Linked DNA regions of Mus musculus: region 2 is linked to region 1. A link is a contact called in public HiChIP or PLAC-seq data. All regions are on one chromosome and are shown on one strand. The core of a region is the stretch at or near the end of the contact, and the rest is flanking DNA. Distances in the headings are between cores, read along the strand shown.

Evidence for each region. HiChIP or PLAC-seq counts read pairs in DNA pulled down with a chosen protein or histone mark.
Region 2: a contact with region 1 is called in an H3K4me3 HiChIP or PLAC-seq map of bone marrow-derived macrophages, with 5 times the contacts expected there. The contact joins the enhancer-like site here to the promoter of Panx1 in region 1. A contact is called at or near these places in 13 of 39 promoter capture datasets (the C10 cell line, cranial neural crest, embryonic stem cells and 8 more), 1 of 15 datasets of contacts at CTCF or cohesin (embryonic stem cells), 5 of 115 datasets of contacts at active chromatin or transcription factors (bone marrow-derived macrophages, embryonic stem cells and stem cell-derived neural progenitor cells) and 5 of 9 other capture datasets (adipose tissue, bone marrow-derived macrophages, embryonic stem cells and 2 more).

Annotation. Positions count from the first base shown.
Region 1 is chr9:15,042,977-15,050,186 of GRCm38.p6, reverse strand. It overlaps Panx1 (pannexin 1), which reads left to right and starts at 4,709. Exons shown (of 5, transcript NM_019482.2): 1 at 4,709-5,330. The coding sequence starts at 5,150.
Region 2 is chr9:14,832,415-14,839,624 of GRCm38.p6, reverse strand. Mre11a (MRE11A homolog A, double strand break repair nuclease) reads right to left here. Exons shown (of 20, transcript NM_018736.3): 19 at 6,909-6,984; 20 at 2,500-6,018. The coding sequence ends at 5,962. Among named protein-coding and RNA genes, the nearest start is that of Gpr83, 24 kb to the left of the region's middle. Within about 2 kb of position 4,349, at least 43 of the 459 cell types and tissues checked have an H3K27ac peak or open chromatin away from gene starts, as enhancers often do. A contact at or near this core is called in bone marrow-derived macrophages, where this site is marked.

The DNA.
Region 1 (7,210 bases), core at 3,460-5,959:
AATACATTTAAATATAAGATAATATAAAAATAAGGTTGAGAGAGAGAGAGAGAGAGAGAGAGAGAGAGAGAGAGAGAGAGAGACTACAGAAGATTTGGGCCAGATTAGACCAGATTAAAAGTAGAGAAAGGCAGGCTTATTAAGAGGCAGCTCTCACTGATCTCACAGGTGGAGGCCAGTAAAGTTGTACATGTAGCCTAACGCAAGTGGTTTATAGAGTTTAGGTGAGGAGTGGGGCCATGTTCAGCTAGGAGCTGGGATTGTGTTCATACGTGGTCAAAAGCTGACCCCCTTGATTGGTTCCCTTGGGTGGGTTGTGGGAAATGCAGAGACAAGAGTGATGACGTGTTAGCCTGGAGGAGTTTCCTCCAAGTGGGCAGGGGAGGACAAGGTTAGGGGAAGGAGGGTATAAGTGGTTTTCCAGCTGTACAGGCAATGAGCAGGGGTTCTAGCCTAACAAAGACCACTGAAGTGAGACACTACTCTCCTGGCTTCTGGGGCAGAGGAAGGACCAAGAAATGCAAGGCACATAGCTGGAGAAACTGGAAAGGTCTCAGTTGCACAAGCAGGGTCTCCTGAGATGTCTGATCTCACCAACACCTTGACATTGATTTCAAACTTGACTGTACCAGAGCAGTAGAAGAAACAGGAGTCGCTGAGTTTGCCGTGTGCACTTGCAGCCCTTTTGCATCCACCCCCACAGTCTGAACTTCACCTGTATGCTAATTCAGAATGTGTTCTCCAACCTTGGCTTTGATCGCAGGTCCACAGGTTTGGCAGGGTCATTGCAGCAGCTCCCTGCACAAAGCCAATCTTGTCCCTTCCATCCACAAAGCTGTCTGCTGCTATGCTCCCCCAGATCTGATCAGGTCACTTCCTGGCGAGTACTATAACCTCTTCCATTATACTCCAGTGCTCCAGACTCTGGGTCTCTGTGGCCTGGTGAAGGCTGTGCCCACTTCTCCAGCTTCCTGGGTTCTCTGCTCCAGGAACTCCTGGGAGTTCTTGCCTCGTTCGGGCCTGTGCACACTCTCCTCTCCATGCCCTTTAATCTGTTCCCTTTGCCCTCTCTGCATTCCACTCCTTTGCCCTCTCCGCATCCCACTTTTCTCCCTTAGGGTTTCTGCTTTAGACAAGAGTTTCTCAGACTGCCTTTTCCAATGTGACCCCCCACTTCTGTTCTGTCCCATCTCCCGTCTTCTCCTTTGTAGCACGAATCAAAGCATGTAATTTCTGTCTGTTAGCTCGAGTTTTGTCTGCATCTTGGCTGGCGTGAAGGTTCCCTGGAAGTGAGACCTTCTGACCCGTACTGCTCGCTGCTGCACCTACAGTGCAGACATCATACAGTGCAGACATCATACAGTGCAGGGCAGTCGCTCAGCAAATAGTACGCCAGCGAGTACTTGAACATTCACACAGCGCAGCCAGTCTGGTGAGCTTGACTATTTTGGCTTTGACTGTTCTCATTGCTAAAGATCTTGAAATCAGATGGCAAGCATGGCAAGCAAGCAAAACCAAGTTTGGGGAGGCTGGCTGTAAGAGCAACCCCCCCCCCCCCATGGATCACTCTGTAGCCAAGAAGGGATCGGGGCAGGGAAGACTTGATGTCCCCAATGCTCCTTATAATTATCAGAAGGCAATGTCATAAAAAAATAAATAAAAACAGAGGACATGAGAAATGTGCCCCCCACCACATGCACAAATATTTCTGTAGTGGTTCATTATTGGAACCAATGCACAATTCTATTGCAAGATGGCACTGAAGAACTTGAATAGAGGAGTGTGGGTATATGAGAACTCTGAATCATTTATTTGCCCACATTTTCTGAAAATCTGAAAACAAACTAAAATCAAATTGAAATCTGGAGTTAGGGAGATGGTTCATTGGCAAAAGGATTGTCATACAAATATGAGGGCCTGTGTGCAGCAATGAAAGGAGCCGGGTATGTCACGTGGCCGTGAGGGCAGCTGGGGAGATAGGGGCAAGGGGGAACCTGCCACTCGCTGGCTAGCTTGTCTTGCTCCCCGAGCTAATGAGCTCCAGCTTCAGAGAGCAAGAGACCTTGTCTCAAAAATGAAATAAAAGAAAAGAAAAGAAAGTAAAATAAAGCCGGGTGTGGTGGCACATGCCTTTAACCCTAGTACTTGGGAGGCAGAGGCAGGCGGATTTCTGAGTTCGAGGCCAGCCTGGTCTACAGAGTAAGTTCCAGGACAGCCAGGGCTACACAGAGAAACCCTGTCTCGAAAAAAAAAGAAAGAAAGAAAGAAAGAAAGAAAGAAAGAAAGAAAGAAAGAGAGAGAAAGTAAAATAAAATAAGCTGGGGAGTGATAGAGGAATATTGCTCACATAGACCTCTGCTTTCCACACAGAGACAAACTTTACACTAAAACCTAGGGTCTATTTTGAAAAATAAAGTAAAACACTTTGGCCATGCTTTCACTTGACGTGTTAGAGTCCTGAGATTATTAATGGGAATGGTGTACAATTCAGGAAATGTTGTTAATAAAATAACACACCCTTATTTGATAGTCTTATGTAGCCCAGGATGCCCAAAATTCAGTGTGTAGCCATAAGTGACCTTGAGCTCTGGGCCTCCTGTCTTTACCTCTCAAGTGCTGGGACTGCCAATGTGTGTCACTACACTCCTCTGGTATTCCGTTGGATTCTAAGAACAATCTGAGGGGACCCTATCGAACCATCCTTATTTGGGTGACAGACCGAGGCTTAAGAAACGAACTTAGGCACTGGGCTCATGGCTTTTACCTTCTGTTTTCCTCCCAGGAATGTTGGCTCAAGCCAGAGATTTTTTTTTTTTTTGTCTGATTTTTTTTGAGTAAGGAAAATGGTTCCCTCAGCTCTCATACCCAGCTCTTGTACCCATTTGTTTCTACCATCGGTCGGAGGCTTTCTTTACTTCTCCTGCACACCTTGGAAGCCTCATTGCTTCAGCTCTCCTTCCACGCCCCTCCACACACTGTTGAAGAGCAAGGGCTTTAAAGCCCAACTCTGTACAGCACTTCCCTCTGCCACTCCCTACAAGTTCAGACTATGCTCCGGCCCCACCTTCCATCATTGACCCCACACCAGTGCCAGGCGTCTCTTCTTCCCAGTTCCCAACAGCTTCTCTTTATTCTCTCTTAAGCTCATCAGTCTTTGACTGATGTTTTAATGAACGAACAAAACTGCCAGGGTGGGGGAAGTTTATAAAACTACTGCGAGACCCAACCGAGAGCCTCAGAAGTCCATGTGTGATCACTGAACAGATACGCAACCCACTATCACCGGCCCGGCCCAGAGTGAGCTGGGTGTTAGAGAACTGGGGGCACCAAGAGAGTGCCTGACTCATCCCAACTAGGGGAGGGGTCATGCGAGGCTTCTCAAAGGGGCCATTTCTCCTCTTGGATGAGTTGATCTTGGCAGAAAGAGAAGAGAAACTGCGTGTGTGACTTACTGGTTCCTAGAAAATACTCAGGACAGTTCTGCCTGCCCCAAACAGACTCGTCCCCTCAGGCTGTGAAACCCAGTGTCACCTCAATCCCATGCCACATGCCTTTCGAGGAACAGACAGGAGTGGGAACTGGGTCACTTAAAAACCACTCAAGGTGAAAGAGATTCACTTAGGACCGTCTGAGTAAAATTAATTAAAGCATGCAAGTACCACTTTTATCTCCCAGCACTCCATAGCCATCTGGAGAAAGATTAGGAGGGTCTGGAGGATGCCTTCCTGTAAGCAGTTAGGGATGGGTGGGTAAATTGGGTGCTGGTTGCTGGCTGTGCAGGTGGGGAACGGTCAAGTCTGCCATATTTAGAAAAGAGAAGCACATCAATTCAGAATTGGTTGGCACAGCTGTCAAGAGTGATGGAAACTCTAAAAATGGAGTACCCGGCTTCTACTTTGGGTGCCAGCACCAACAACAATGGTTTGGGAAAGGTAGAAGACAGTAGTTGAGGTCTGAGAAAGGATTGTGTGAAGCATTGTCAGCACAGGACTGCGAAGGTCTCTGATGGTCTTTAGAGGTCCAGTATGTGGGCCTTGGAGTTACCCTACTCAGACCCCGCTGATGTACACAGCCCAGGGAAGGCGTCTATGCTTGGCACATTCACCTTCCAAGGCCGTTTGCCGTAAATGGTTGGAACATTTCTTGGATGCTTCATTGTCTACTGTAGGTGAGGTATTCAGAAGGAGCTCACCAACACCACATACACAGCAGTTGGCGCCTCAGGAACCATGACTACTGCTTTAGACAGGAAGGTAGAGGAAAGGGCAAAGGGCTGGGCATGCCCTCCCCTTACAGAACTCTGGAAAGATGCAGGCCCTCTCTACAATATACTTTCGGTCATCACCGCAAGATTATCTCGACCTTTTTCTGACACCCGTTGTTTTTGAAGGTTTTTTTTTTTGTTGTTGTTGTTGTTGTTGTTTTGTTTTGAACAGAACCCGGATTGCACCCTGGAGTGTGGCGCTGTGGTTGAAGCGCTTGTCTAGCGTGCAGAGTTGCACAAGACATTGGTTCATCTTCAGCATCAACGCTCTCAATGGTGGACAAGGCTTAGAAAGGGGCTAGCTCGTGCTCCGGGGAGGGAGGCTGTCAGCAGAAAGGAGTGCAAAACCACACACACACGGCTCTAGGGTCTTGTGCAGCCGCGCCCACCTCGCCCGCGTCAGCGCGCTTCCGGAAACTGCTCGCCCCTGGGAACCCGGTTTTCCCCGCGTAGGTTCCGGAAGAGCTCGGTTCTGTAGCCGAGCGCGCAGGGCGGGCGCGGGCAGCTGTAGCGAAGAGCTTTGTTCCCGGCACGTTGTTGCCCCTGCGCGCTCGGAGTGGCCGGAGGGAGTCCTGGTGTCGCGCGCGCCGGGCCCGCGGGGGCTTAGCACGGGAGTGATTGCTACCGCCGGAGCTCCGGGGCTCGTGCACCCTGCGTTGCTTGGGGCGGTCCCAGGCAGCTGCAGCTCCCGTGCGGTCCCTGCGGGGTAGGTGCAGCGACAGCCAAGGCGGTACAATGCTGGGCCCGCCCGGGAGCCCGGGAAGGGAAAGCGGAAGCCGCGCGCCCGGTCGGTGACCGCGCGGATTCGGCGTCTCGCCCCGGCTGCCGGCAGCACCGGCGCCTGCCCTCGGCTGCCCGTCCCGCGGCACCCGGTGCGCCTTGACCATGGCCATCGCCCACTTGGCCACGGAGTATGTGTTCTCGGACTTCTTGCTGAAGGAGCCCACCGAGCCCAAGTTCAAGGGGCTGCGACTGGAGCTGGCGGTGGACAAGATGGTCACATGTATTGCCGTGGGTCTACCTCTGCTGCTCATCTCGCTGGCCTTCGCTCAGGAGATCTCCATCGGTGAGGCCAGGGGCGCAGGGGCAGTCTGGGCTAGGCTGGCATTGTCTGAGGTTGGTTGCTGAGAAATTTCACCGCACGCAGCTGGCATTTCCGCACGCCCCTCCTAATGTAGCGATTCTGAAGCATTATTCGTCCATGTGTAACCTGGGTACCTCTGTTGACTTTCCTAGTATCCTCTTTCCAGTTCCTTTGTCTCCTGCGCCTCATTATTGTGGCTTGGAGTTACATTCAGCCTGTTGCTGCGAGACGTGCCAAAAACTGCTCTCCCTACTCCTCTCTCCAGTAATTGTACAGTCACCTATAATTTCCTGAGTGGGTCCAGGGAGGATGTAAAGACAAGCGTTCCACATACAGGGTGCTGTTTCACTGTCTTGCCTTTAAATGATACTTGAGTTCTGTCTTAGGGTTATGTGTGCTGGGGATTAACTGCCCCTGGAGGCAGGAGACGTCCTCAACCTAAGCCTTGCAATGAATGAAAGATGAAGAAATGACCCAATCCCCTTCATATAAGCTCTCATTTCGCCCTAATAGTTTAGTGCAATTCCAAAGGCTAGCGTTGTGGGCAAGATCATGATGCAGAGTGAGTGGTCCTATTTATCCTAACTTTTATAACCTGAGTGAGGGTGTGAATTGCAGCTAAGTAGCATAGCAGGTGGGGCAGGACCTGGAGGAACACCTGTGTCAGGTGTGGGTAGCCCCAGATGAGACTGTTCAAGATTTTGAGATGAGACTTACATGTTCCCCGAAAGGAAGCTCAAAGCGCTGTGTCAGCCAAGAGTAGAGGGCTTCCTCTGGGAAGCTGAGGGTATATGGGCCTGGGTCAGATTACTACAGAAAGCACATGCTCACTCACCTGGGATTGGGAGGCTGTTGACAGACAGGCTGACAGCAGCATTCAGTGAGTCATAGTGAGGGCACATAGCTTCTGGATGTAGGAGGGGCTTCTGGATGTAGGAGGGGCTTCTGGATGTAGGAGGGGCTTCTGGATGTAGGAGGGGCTTCTGGATGTAGGAGGGGCTTCTGGATGTAGGAGGGGCTTCTGGATGTAGGAGGGGCTTCTGGATGTAGGAGGAGGGGAGAGCTGGACCTGCCCTGGGGCATGCAGGTGAGAGGGCTTCTGCATGGATGAGGGGTGAGCGGAGGAAGGAAGATGGGTCCCCTGAGGGATGAGGGAGGGGCTACAGAAAGCTGCTTGGCACCTAGATTCTAACAGACCTTGGAGAGAAGAGGGTATTCCTGCATGAGCAGGCTGGTGGGACCTGGAATTGAGGTAAGCTTGGTTAGGAAAGGCCTGGCGTGTGTAGTCTGTACCATGTATGGCTGAGTTGGTCAGGGTGGCAGAAAGTTGCTGAAGTAATGGTGCAAAGTTAGTTTTCTATGTTCCTGGTTCTTGGGATGAAAGGAAAACCAGGTCCCAATGATAGTTTCTGCCTTCTAGCTGTGGACTGAACCAGATGCCAGGCATCAAGTCCCCAAGAATAAATGTCCCTGTGCTGAAGAAGCAAGTCTTGGACACCTGGTGCAGGCAGAGGGACGACAGGGAAGAGCTGATCACTGTCTGTAAAGTCCCTTGACTGGATGGGCTTCTGAGGCACCTGATGTGCAGGGCCGGATGGATGTGCTGTGTGGAAGGCATCGTGGGGGGAGGCATGAAAAGTGGGTTCAGCCAGCAAGGGTCTGCTTCTGCTGTGTGCAAGCCTTGCTGTGCTCTCTGGGGGATAGGGAGATTTCTGAGGCATGGCCCTCTCTCTACCTGTGAGACTTTACCATCGAGATAGATACTGTCTGCTCACTGGTGACTTCCTGCTGTCTGTGGCTTCAGGATGAGGCAGCTGTGGGAACTATGAGCACCAGACTGGCTGGCTCTTAGGTGAACTCTC
Region 2 (7,210 bases), core at 3,100-5,599, 210 kb after region 1:
CTCTTCTAGAAAGGGCTCCAACTTTCTCTACAGAGGTAGCTCCAAAAATGTGAACACACTAGCATCTCTAATTTTAAGAATCACAACTATCAAAATGCACAAACCCAGGATAATAAAGTAAATTACTGGCATTTAAATTCAAATGTATATTGAAAGCTACAAAAGTGAGGGAGATTGTATGAAATATGAAGAAATTTCCAGGGCATAGTACTCAGACAAAACAGGCTCAGTTATAGCAAAATCTTTTGTATACAAAAGGGCAAATGATAAAATAATTCTAATTATTTTGGCAAAAAGAATATTGAAAAGGCAAATTATGGTAGAGCTGTTAAATGGCAGTAGGTGGGCAGAAAGATTTGGAAGATTTGAGTACATACTGAACGGTGCAGAATTTAAGAATTATGTTAATGTTTTACATATACAAAAATAAAAGTAAACCCTAGAAGGAAAAATATGCTGAGGAAATTATTAGAAACACCTGCTTTTAAGCAGTCTGTACACTGCAGACCCACTGTGCCAAGGCCGCAAGGAGACAAATCCTGAGACGATCCATATAAAGGGAAGGAAGTACAGGGCTGCAGTCTACTCTGCAAAGATCACAAGTCATACATGAGCCTATGTATGGATAAATCTGTAATATATACACATACATGTAGATATATACATATATATATGGGTAATAAGTATTATGTAAATATATACATATATTTAAATGGAAAATTTTTTTACCTTCATTTTTTGTTTGTTTTCTTTCCAAGACAGAGTTTCTCTGTGTAGCCCTGGCTGTCCTGGAACTCACTCTGTAGACCAGGCTGGCCTTGAACCCAGAAATCTGCCTGCCTCTGCCTCCCGAGTGCTGGGATTAAAGGCGTGCACCACCACCGCCTGTTTACCTTACATTTAAATGAGGGATTAAACCCATTATTATTACCAACTTTCTGTAAAGTATTTCAAAAATTTTAGGGGCTGAATTATCACTCAGTGGTAGGGTCTGTGCTTAACATGTGGGAGTCCCTGAGCTCCAACTCCAACAAAACCAAAGTAAAAATGTTTTGAAACTATCATCTGGGTGCCTGGAGAGATGTCTCAGCAGTTAAGAATGCTGGCTAGCCTTCCAAAGAACCGAGTTCAATTCCCTGCATCCACAAGGTAACTCACAACTGTCTTATAATTCCAGTTCCAGAGGATCTGACATACTCACATGGACATACATGCAGGCAGGTAGAACACCAATTCACATAGAATAGAAATAACACACACACACACACACACACACACACACACACACACACACAGAGAGAGCTATTTAAATATCATCTGGAGTCAAAACACCAATAAAAAGCTTAGGGGTCGGACTGGAGAGATGGCTTAGTGGTTAAGAGCAACGACTGCTCTTCCAAAGATCCTGAGTTCAAATCCCAGCAACCACATGGTGGGGTGGCTCACAACCATCTGTAACAAAATCTAACTCCCTCTTTCGGAGTGTGTGAAGAAAGCTACAGTGTACTCACATATAATAAATAAATAAATAAATCTTTAAAAAAAAAAAGAGCTTAGGGATCAACCGAGAAGCCACTGGAGTTTTCAGGTGAGAGACAGACTAATTTTATTAATTTCAGATAAGCTCTTAATGTAACATATACTTCACCTTCTAGGTCATCTCCAAAAGAAACACAGCTGAGTCTGACCCTATTAGCTATTTCCTTATTTATTTATAATTTCTTAGCTCTAGAAAATATGCTCAATCTGATATCTGACACACCACTTTCATTACATTAGCAGACGGCATAAGACTGTGGTGTAGGAAATACGTCTTTTTAAATAGCCTGTAACAATCTTCAAACTAAACAGGCCTTGTGACAAAGCAACTTAAGCAGCGACCAGGGCTGCACAGCAGCTGGCAGAACCAAGTGCAGTCTGGGATGCCCCATGTGAGACTCAATGTCCCAGTGTCAACTACTCAACTGTACAAGGCCTAGGGTCCTTTAAAAACGGCCTTCACTTCTGACATCCAGGTCCTGCACATCTGAAACAAACTGAAAAGTGGCATTTAAGTCATCTATTGGTAAACAGTGTAGCTAGTCTTTAAAATAGGCAATGCCAGTTTAATATTGAGGGTAACGAGGCAGATGTGGAAGAAAGAGGGTACGGGGTGGGGTGGGGGCCATGTAGCTGGGCAGGAAGGCTCTAGAACACTTGGCTGGAGGGGTGGGTTCTAACCCAGCATAGAGTATTAGCTGTCATGTGAAAAGGATCAGAGAACCAAGTACCTAACTGCTGACAGCTTGTAGCTGAAGAGAGGGTGCAACCAAACACATACACTTGGGTCTGATTTCAATTTCTGGACTTTGGAGAACTTAATGAGATCTAGCAGGAGAGCTAGTGATCTGAAGGACACTCTAATGGCCACAGCCAATCATGTGCCCAATTTTACAAACAACAAATGAAGTGTGGTGTAATCAGGTCCAAGCAAGCTGTTCAAACCAAAAACGTTCAAAATTCAAAAAAAAAACAAATCTTTATTAGATAATTCTTTTGTAATATTTTAATGTCAGCTCTTAAAAATCCTCAAACTACTAATTGGAATTAAATGTCTGACAGAGACAAAAAAGACACCCGCTCAGTTTGGGGAAATATCACTTTATGCCAGGAGATGACTATTATTATTTTTATTTTTATTTATTTATTTATTTAGGTTTTTCAAGACAGGGTTTGTCTGTGTAGCTCTGGCTGTCCTGGAACTCACTCTGTAGACCAGGCTGGCCTCGAACTCAGAAATCCGCCTGCCTCTGCCTCCCAAGTGCTGGGATTAAAGGCATGCGCCAACAGGCCCGGCTAACCAGGAAATCATTTTTACTTCATTTTTCTAGTAAAAGTTTTTTGTTTGTTTGTTTGTTTTTTCCTTTACGTAGACATTGAACTGTTGATTCTCCTTGAATCTTTACATGTAAAACGTATCACATGAGCCATCCTATGTAATGGGTAGGGACAGGTAAAATACGCAGCCTACACGTATGATGGAGGATAGTTACAGCTTTGCTGACTAGATTCTCAGTCACTGCACAAGACTGTGCGGAGATTATCTGCTGTAACCGTCTAAGTGCATACAGCAGCAGAACCAGAGTGCGAGCTCTGAACTGCAGCCATGCATGCTCCTCAGGCATGGCGAGCTCGTGCCACTGGCTCCTGCCCAAGAGGACTCCCTGCACAGGTTAAGGCATGGCTTTTCTATAGTTACTGTCACCAGCAACTTTGAAGGTTTATAAAGATAACATTCACGTGCTCCTAAATTAAACTCTGCTTGCTGTTCAGAGGCTTGCCAGGCAAGCAGCTGGAGGTACAGTGCGCTCGCTCTCCACGCGTACTCACGGGATGCAGAGATGGACTCTTTGGTAAGCTAAAGGACAAAGGTCTCCATTCATCGTGGAGCTATCACATCCTTAAGAGCAAATGGGGCGCTCAAAAATCATCTGGAAGGCTGTTGGGAGTCAGGCCGAATCCTGGCCTTCTCAAGATGGCCCATGAGAGGACAAGAGAGCTCAGTCCTGTGTCGTCCTCACACAACGCACACTTGGCAAGCTCTGGGCTGGGGCCTTGATGGAGTTAAGATTTTGGTTCCTGAGAACTTATCTTTTCCCTCTGAAGAGACTGAATTCATCAGTTCCAAGGCCACTATGTGCTCAGTCTATGATGCCCTTGAGCTACCATGGTACCTTGTGCAACATGGCTTGATTAGCTTCCTGGGACTTCATCCCGTTGTATGGTAACTTTCTGCCTGTGCCCTATTTCCTCACAACACACCATGTAAGATGTACTTCTAAAGAAACCTGCCTGGCATAAAGTCAGCTCTGCAAGACTTCCTGAGCCCAGCGTTCCTATAATCTTTATTTTCCGAACCTGTGCACTCCCTCTCAGAAACCTGTCACTAAAGAACAACTTGTTCCAGGTCCCAAGACTTCATCCAGCTGACACTCACAGGCCTGAAAACTGTCACCAAAGAACCAATGTCAGATCTGTCTAAACAAACCCCAGAGAACTTTGTGGTACACTGATTACACAATGACCTTCAATCAACACTATTTCCCCTTTGTACTTCCCATACTGCCAGGTTATACTGCATGCTGCTCACATGGTAGATTTCCACACTGCCAGGGACTCACTTCCCCTAGCAGCTAGCAGCATCATTTTATACTCTAGCTGAGATTTTTTGTTTTGTTTTGCTTTTTATTTTTCGAGACAGTGTTTCTCTGTATAGGCCTGGCTGTCCTGGAACTCTCTTTGTAGACCAGGCTGTCCTGGAACTCAGAAATCTGCCTGCCTCTGCCTCCCAAGTGCTGGGATTAAAGGTGCGCACCACCGTGCCCGGCTAGCTGAGATTTTTTAATGGAGGAAAAGCCTCACTAACCTTTCCAGGAGACTCTCAGGGACTTTAGTGACCAACCTCACTGTCACTCACCTAGGATCATCTCACTGGCACACAGACAAGGCACCACCTAATGCTGGCTATACCTCAGTGGGTCAGGGAGTACCACCTCCCACTAGCCTCCATCTCACAGAGCCCCTCACTTCATCTCCATTCAATCCACTTCAAGTTTAATGTGATTGAGATGGAGGGTGGGGAGAACTACCCGAAGGGATCTCACAGGACCAGGCCTTGTGCTGTCAATGTTCCCTGCTGACAACCCTGTGCTCACATCAGTTACAAAGCTTGTTCTAAGCAGCTCATTAGCACTGAATTATAGTTCTAACTTAAACCACTTGGTGATTGGTGGTACCGTCAGGTGCTGGGCTTCAAAAACTTGGCAAGTTCCAGACAGGCACTGTTTAGCCCAAGCACTGGTGTCTACAACTATGAAGAACATCATGTTGTCATGCTAGAGGGTTCAGATTTTATCAGAGTGACTGAACACACTTGCCTTATAAAATTAAGACCAGCAGAAGTTTTTAGAGTGTGGGACAGGGAATGAGATTATTTATCTTATCTCAGAAGGGATAACATTTTTATTTATTTCCTTCCTAAAACAAGTAAAAAAATATAAGTGTGCTGTTTCGGTCAGTTCTGGGATCATCCACTCAGAGATGTTTACAGCAACTGAAGCCAGTGTGCTGCTGGTGGAGGAGGTCCGGCACCAACACCGGCAGAAGCTGTACTGCTGCAGTATGGCAGCCTGAACTAACCACAAGGTCAGATGCTGCTTTGCCTAAAAAAGCTTTCCGGTATTTTTAAGAAAACAGAAAAATTCTATTAGCCTTTTCTTCCTGACAAGTATACGAGAAAGAAAAAGAGCTTGTCATTACTGACAGAGCCATCAAGAAAATGAGTCCTGCCCAATGGGCACAGGATCTGAATCTCTGCTATAACATGAATAAAAATCAAAACCAAAACAGCCAAAATGTTCTTAACAAAAACCTTCTACTAATTATTTAAATATAAGACCCTTCTGGTCCTAGTAGACGGTCCTCTAGCAAGCTCTGATATCCACACTTGATAACAAGCAGGGTGCTGGGTGCCCCCCACACAGGAGGGCCTGGCTTTCTGGAGATCTAGGAGATGGTTACAGCACATGCCACTCAAGTCTGTAAGCTTTCCCATCAACTGCTAGCTGTGGCACAGAGGCTGACAGCCTCTGATCATGAAGCAGAAATGAACAACGGAGGGGTTTTCTCTAATCATCATTTAAGAATGGGATTTTAGCCAAGTTCTTACAAGCAGAAAACACAGTTCTGTCAGGAAGTTAATGTTCTCGATATGGCAGAGCAGCCCCAGACAATAACAACCAGGTTAAAGGCTAAGAAGAGCTGCAATCTCCTTATCATTGGGCTAGGAAATGGCTTAAGGGAGTCACCGTTCAGAAAACGATAAAATATAAGCCCAGACTTAAACATCTTCAGCTGTGAAGTCAGTATGTGGTGCTTTGATTTCTTCCTGCATCATGCAATTTCTAAGTTCCATTAAAAACATTATCTTCGGTTTCTTCTTGGGCAACTACTGCTCATGAAAGGGTCATCGTCATCATCCTGAAATGACACAAACGTTATGCTATGTCAGTGACCACTCATCGTCTCTGAGCTAAGAAAGAAACTCTTACAATTAAAATGGTATTAGCAAGTCACATTTATCACATCTATCCCTTTAACTGTGAAATATAAAGGCCCAAGTCAGTTCTCTGTGCATTAGAGTAAAAATCTGCCAGGCAGGACTTGTCTGTCACTGCACATATCTATAACACACAACACATACATTTTCCCAGTCACAAACATTAATCAAAGCAAATGAGGTGTAGGAAAGCAAGGACAGAAACTATCCAAGACATTTCTATCCTATTCGTTCAGTTTCCTCATTGACATTATTATTATTACTAATACTACTGTGTACATGTGTGCCCTCACATGCAGTGTGTGCTCTGCTGGGACAACTTCATGGAGTCCACTCCTCCATGCTACCTTTGTGGGCCTCAGGACTCCCACTTGGGCCACCAGGCTTGTGCAGCAGTCACTTCACCCACTGAGTGTGTACCAATGGCTTCACTTAGACTTATCACTCTATCCGCCCTCTTGGAAATTCAGCCAACAGACAGGAAAGGCACAGTGTGCAGGGAACATTTCACCAAGTCAACCTGAAATGCTTCTACACCAGCATCATCCAACTCTCCAAATATGAACGACAGAAGCTAAATTAAAAAAAGATTAAAAGCCCCAGCTTTGATCCATTAATGGGAGAAGTGAGAGTTGAGTGAACAGTGTGCTTTGAAAGGCCTTTATAGGCAATTGCACCGAGGGCACTCACTTACAGGTCACAGCAAGGCTACCAGAGAGCCTAAAAATATAACTTGCAGAGCCTAGCCAGTGGTCTCCATTTACATCTCATAGACAGTTAGGTAAGAAAAAGCCAGTGACATGATGATCACCTCATCTGATTCAAAGTCTACCCCTTTGGCTGTCTGGCTCTGGGACATCCGTTTGCTAGATGTTGTGCCCGACCACCTGAGGAAGAAAGAAAAACCAAAGACAATGAATGTGAACATTACACAAGCATTCAATTCCATAATAACCACTGAGTACAGACAATACATAGCTCCCTCTAATATATAATTTCGTGTATCTATGTGTACTCAGAGATAATATATTACATACACGCCATATGTATGCATCCTATGGGCTCTGTTTCTGAGGAACCCTAAGAGCAGCACTGTCTGTTTTTCAGTTATTG